Regions from separate parts of the Sus scrofa genome. Here region 1 is linked to region 2. A link is a contact called in public targeted proximity ligation data. All regions are on one chromosome and are shown on one strand. The core of a region is the stretch at or near the end of the contact, and the rest is flanking DNA. Distances in the headings are between cores, read along the strand shown. Region 1 overlaps MTSS1 (metastasis suppressor protein 1). Region 2 overlaps LOC106509966 (a long non-coding RNA gene).

Region 1 (2,995 bases), core at 143-2,642, 220 kb before region 2:
CCACAATAATGGAGCAAAGTGAAATTAACTTCCAAGAGTAATTAATGCAATTACTACTCTCACACTTGAAGCTGTGATCCATCCGAATTTATGTATGAAAGCAGACCTTCCTCAAAAGGACGAGATGGCCATGACCTTCTCTAGGTCACTCCCACTGAGACCAGTAAGAAGGTTACTGTACACGCCAGTCCTTAGATAAGAGACATAAAAAGTCCCAATCCCTTCTGTCTCTTTGTACTTTCCCTTCATCATCCTCTCAAACCACTCTGCAGAAATATTTACAAACGTGAAGAGCTCTCCATCACTGAGGACATACCTCTTACCGAAGGAGTTATGACACCTGGAAAAATAAAAGGCACCAAGTCTGACTTTTGTGCTCAGCTGACTAGAGCCTTCAAATTTCCTTGACCTAAATGCCTCTTCTCAGATGCCATTAGAGATTCTCATACTAAGTCAGTCAGAAAGAGGACGAAAAATAACCATATGATCCCCCCTTGCATGTGGAGTCTCAAATGGGGCACAAATGAACCACTCTACGAAACAGAGACAGACTCATGGTCGTAGAGCACGGACTTGTGGTTGCCAGGGGAGACGGGGAAGGGAGTGGGATGGACTGGGACTCTGGGTAGCAGATGCAAACTATTCCATTTAGAATGGATAAGCACAGGGAACTCTGTCCAGGCTCGTGGGATAGACCATGATGGAAGATGATGTAAGAAAGGGAATGTATATAGATGTATGACTGGTGACTTTGCTGGACAACAGATACTGGCACAACACTGTAAATCAATTACACTTTAATTTCAAAAGGTTTTTTTTTTTCATGTGTTGAAAAAGAAAATAAATAAATCCCTTTTCTCCCCAGCTGTTGGAAGGTATACAGTCCATGCCCTTGGTATTCAACACTGGTCCCTGGAATGGAGCATTCCCAGCCCCACCCCAAACTGGCTGAATCAGAACCTGCGTCTTACCAGATTCCAAGGGTTGCCTGACATATATTAGTGCTTGACAAACACTGTTCTACGCAACAACTTTAAAAGACAGCAAATGATTTTAAAAAGCCCTAATGACTTCTGTTTGTACAAAATAACAAACCCTCAACTGTTTGCTTCTTTACAAAACAGCGGAACTGGCCCCTGTTTCCTCATTTACTAAAAGGGAACAAACACCGCCCATTCTCAACACGGCACTACCTCCCTGGATTTTTTTGTTAATGCCGAACACCTCTCTAGCTCGGAGCCTTGGAACACAAGAGACGTTCCATTAAACACCCACTTCGTAACCCTCCAACTCTCACTTCCCTCCTCTCGCTTTCTTTCTATAAGTCAACCTCACTTGGGGATGACAAAGTGAGAAGAGAAGACTAAGGAGCAGCCCTTGAGAGGAGGAAACAGACAAACACGGAGAACCAGCCACAGGACAGAGCTGCTCTGGTTTGCCTGGACAACAAGATCCAAGTGAACACACCTCAGTAAGGTGAGAGGGTGCTGGCCGTGCCTTCCCTTAGCTAGCAGGTCCTAAAACATGGCTGTGGTCCCCAAAGTTTCAGAAGACATGGGATTTCTTTGCTACAAAGCTCAGCTGAAAATTTACATGTAAACAGAGACATGTGTGAGGCCTGACATAACCCAGCCAAAGGTCCTAACACCTCTGTTCCTATACAATCCCCCCACCCCCACCCCTCGTCCTTCTAGCCAGGGTGCAGGCAAATCCTGACGACCGTCACCCACTGTGGGTGATCTCCCTTCTGCCACGCTAGGCTGCTCGCATCTGGGGCAATAGGCTTATTCATCCTGACACCCTCCACAAGCGCGAGACCCAGGAGACAGGGGCGTGGGTGTCCCGAGCTGTTATCGCCTGTATTGCACCTGTCCTCTCACTGAGGCCAAATTAAATGCCCAGTACATACACCAGGGATCAAACGGGTCTCTGAGGAAGCTCCTGAACACCAGCTCTCGGAAGACACAAAGGTAAGTGCGTTGGTTTTCCAGACTCCTCGGGCTGCGACACAAAAGTCCAAAGCAGCCTCGGACACAGGTCCCTGGGCTTATTCAAAGTTCTGGCAGCTTTCTTGCTTTCTTTTTTTATTAAACACGTTTTGAAACTCTGAAGGCAAGGAAAAATGAAACAAAGGTTATGAACTCGGGGAGCTTACCTCCAAAAAAATTTTCCAAAGGGCAGCCAGTGTGACACAATCATGTTGACAGCTGTGACAAGTGAAGCTTTATTTGCCCGAGAGCCTTCCCTGTTCACTTAGCTGTGATCACTGAGGCCTCATGATCCCTGCTAAGGAAATGCACACCCACCTGTCGCCCAGAGCCTCGGAGCTCGCAGAAAGTCTCCGAGAATTCCTGGACAGTGAGCACCATCACCACTGGGGAGGGTGCCCTGGAGAGGGGCTGCTTCATGTCTTGGCATAAGGGCCCCGGGACCCTGTGCCATGGCCTTGGAGCCTCGTTAGAGGAACCAACCCTCAGCATGTTCAGTGGGCAGAGAGCCAATGGCAAACGACTCCACTGACTTGATCTTTCAAGACTGGTTTACACCATCTGAAAATTCAAAGGTCTAGAACTCAGAACTAAGATGAGACTCTCCTCTGGCGTCCATGGAAATGGCCAAGAAAGGAATGATCTTCCAATCTCCTGCGGGACGTGCCCTGTACCTTACACGGTCCTCCTGCTCTAATATCACAACAACCCAAAGGCTCAGACATAACCCCAAAGACTAGGAAACTGTGGCCCTGCTATGGGCTAGAATTAAGCACCAGGCTCCGGGACTATACACGCTAAAGCAAGTACACTTGTTCATGCTTTTCATTTTCTTTAGGGGCATACCTGGGGCCATATGGAAGTTCCCAGGCTAGGGGTTGAATCAGAGCTGCAGCTGCCAGCCTACACCACAGCCACGGCAACACGGGATCCGAGCCTCATCTGTGATCTACACTGCAGCTCACAGCAATGCCAGAACCTAAACCCACTGACTGAGGCCAGGGATC
Region 2 (2,906 bases), core at 183-2,682:
CTAGTGCCATTGCTTTTTTTTCAGTCTTTTTCAGGGCCACACCCACAGTATATGGAGGTTCCCAGGTTAGGGATCTAATTGGAGCTGCAGCCGCCAGCCTATGCCACAGCCACAGCAATGCCGGATCCTTAACCCAGTGAGTGAGGCAGGGATTGAACCCAAAACCTCATGGTCCCTAGTCGGATTTGTTAACCACTGAGCCATGACGGAACTCGCCATTGCTTTTTGATTGCGTGGCCATGGGCAAGCATTTATCTCTCCAAGTTTCTCCCTTGGAAAAGTCTTTGTCTTAGTTCTTGGGTTACTGTGGTTTTCATGGTCTCCCTTCTGGATGCTTCACTCTTCCTTTTTTTTTTTTTTTTTTTTTTTGTCTTTTTGCCATTTCTTGGGCTGCTCCCTGGCATATGGAGGTTCCCAGGCTAGGGGTCTAATCGGAACTGTAGCTGCCAGCCTACGCCAGAGTCACAGCAACACGGGATCTGAGCCGCATCTGCAACGTACACCACAGCTCACGGCAACGCTGGATCGTTAACCCACTGAGCAAGGCCAGGGATCGAACCCGCAACCTCATGGTTCCTAGTCGGATTCATGAACCACTGCGCCATGACGGGAACTCCCTCTCTTCTTTTTTGTTACCTTCTCTTCTTGTCTTATGCCTTGGATGTTACCAAACAGTCCATTTTCCTTCCTCTTTTCTTCCCTTTTTCTCTGTAGTCCCTTCTTGGCAGTCTCAATCACGGTGGCATGAGAAAGAGCAAAGGGAGAATTGTATCCCGGCTCTTTAATCTTCCACTTGGATGACACACCATGCGTGCTCGCATTTCATTGGACAGAGCAAATCATTGGTCCATATCTAACCTCAAGATGGATGTGCTCTTGAAGGAGAGGAGCCCCAGGTGAATAGAGCTTTGGGTGTCTCTACTGGAGCGTCTTGGAAACACATCAGAGCCCTCAACTTTGTCTCTGGCTAGAAGATTTATAAATAATGTATTTTTTTTGTCCAGTAGAAATCTTATGACTAATCATGCTTCCCTTTGCTTTGGCTGTTGGGAAGTTCTAAGCCAGATTTGCTGTCCCCCTCTAGCAGTTTTACAGGAACTGCAGCATAAAAATTTGATGTTAACCTTATGGCTTAAATTTAATTATATTTCATGTCTGTGTGTTTTCCTTTGTCAGGCATCCTATTTTTTTAAATTCTGTAGTGCAAATTTGGAAATGCTACTCAAATCATTATTTGAGTGAATCAGGGTAAAAACTAATGCATGCAGCTACACCCACTGCACATCTATGCAGGAGTTCAGCCCTCACCTTTCGTAAGTTATCACTGGGTCATCACCACGGGGGTGTCCTACATTTACCTCCATCACAATACATCCAAGCAGTACTTAGCATCTTTCCCCTAAATGATCTCCTTTACTTAAATTCCTCTTTCCACGAATAGCCTAACCACATGTGGATGATTGCAAAAAAAGCTAACAATCTTTCACCCCACCCCTGTATCCTCATCCTGCTGGTTTATCTTTCACAACTTCTTGACATCTAGTCAAACGAGTCATTCCATACTCTCCAAATATGCCATGTACGTTTCCGTCACCATGTCTTTGCTCATGTGATTTCTTCTGTCGGAAATGCCCCCCACCAACTCCCCACCTGTAGGAATGCTTCCCATGCCTTAAAGCTCATCTCAGCTGTCTTTCCTTGATAATGTCTGGCCCCATCAGCCAACAAAATGAGAGTATCCTGTGCTCGCAATCTCACTGATCACATTTGACTCAATTGACCTTGCATTTCGCCTTTCTCATATTTACTTTAGCTCCCCAACATTTAGAGAGCCCCTTAGGGAGCAAAGACCATGCCTTACTTTGCTTTTTTTGTTTGCAGCACCCAACTCTTTCAGGCACAGTTTTTTGTTTTGTTTTGTTTTTTGTCTTTTTGTCTTTTATAGGGCCACACCTGCGGCATATGGAGGTTCCCCGGCTCGGGGTCTAATAGGAGCTGTTGCTGCTGGCCTACACCACAGCTCACAGCAACACCAGATCCTCAACCCACTGAGCGAGGCCAGGGATCGAACCCACAACCTCATGGTTTCTCGTTGGATTTGTTAACCACTGAGCCATGACAGGAACTCCCAGGCACAGTTTTGAATTGCCCTGAGCCTGAAGTTCATCACAGGTGAGCTTGACTACTTATCGAATGGGAACAGTTGTATGCCTGGCTCCTCCCTCTCCATCACCTGTCACAGCGACAAACTCTTCAGGCACCTCCGCCAACATATCCTACACCTAGACTCTCTTCGCAAATTCTACTGCCTTGGTTCAGACCTCATCAACTCTCACAGGGACAATTACAAAAGCCCCCAATACTTCTTCCTGTCTTCAAGGCTGGTAACTCTAAAATATACATCCCTCCCTTGGCTTAACACTCTTCGGTGGCTTCCTCAGGGCAATGAGATAAAAGGCCAAGCTCCTTTCATGGTATAAAGGGTTCTACATAATCTAGCCTGGCCTGTTTTTCCTGTCTGGATACCTCTGAAGAGCTACACTTTTTCTGATCATGCATTCCTTTCCACCCTACTTAGAAAAATAAGCATTGATTATTTTTGTCTGCTGTGGTGAGCATTGATTGTTTTTGTCTGCTCATTCCTTCTCTCTTTCTTTGGGTACCATAGCCTACCCTCCTTAGAACCTAGGTGGCATGTGACCTATGCTGACCTGTTAGAGAACTCCATTCTCTTCCCAAGGACATAGTCCAGTGAGAACCTTTCTTGAGATTTTCTTCTTCTTTTTTCCTTTTTAGGGCTTCACTTGCTGCATATGGAAGTTCCCAGGCTAGGGGTCGAATCAGAGCTGCAGCTGCCGTCCTGTGCCACATTAGCAGCAATGTGGAGTCCAAGCCGTGTCTGGAAC

Evidence for each region.
Region 1: a contact with region 2 is called in a targeted proximity ligation map of alveolar macrophages. A contact is called at or near these places in 2 of 2 datasets of targeted methods (alveolar macrophages and skeletal muscle).

Annotation. Positions count from the first base shown.
Region 1 is chr4:15,025,293-15,028,287 of Sscrofa11.1, reverse strand. All of the region lies in intron 3 of MTSS1 (metastasis suppressor protein 1), which reads right to left. Among named protein-coding and RNA genes, the nearest start is that of NDUFB9, 86 kb to the left of the region's middle.
Region 2 is chr4:14,803,112-14,806,017 of Sscrofa11.1, reverse strand. All of the region lies in intron 2 of LOC106509966 (a long non-coding RNA gene), which reads left to right. Among named protein-coding and RNA genes, the nearest start is that of ZNF572, 82 kb to the right of the region's middle.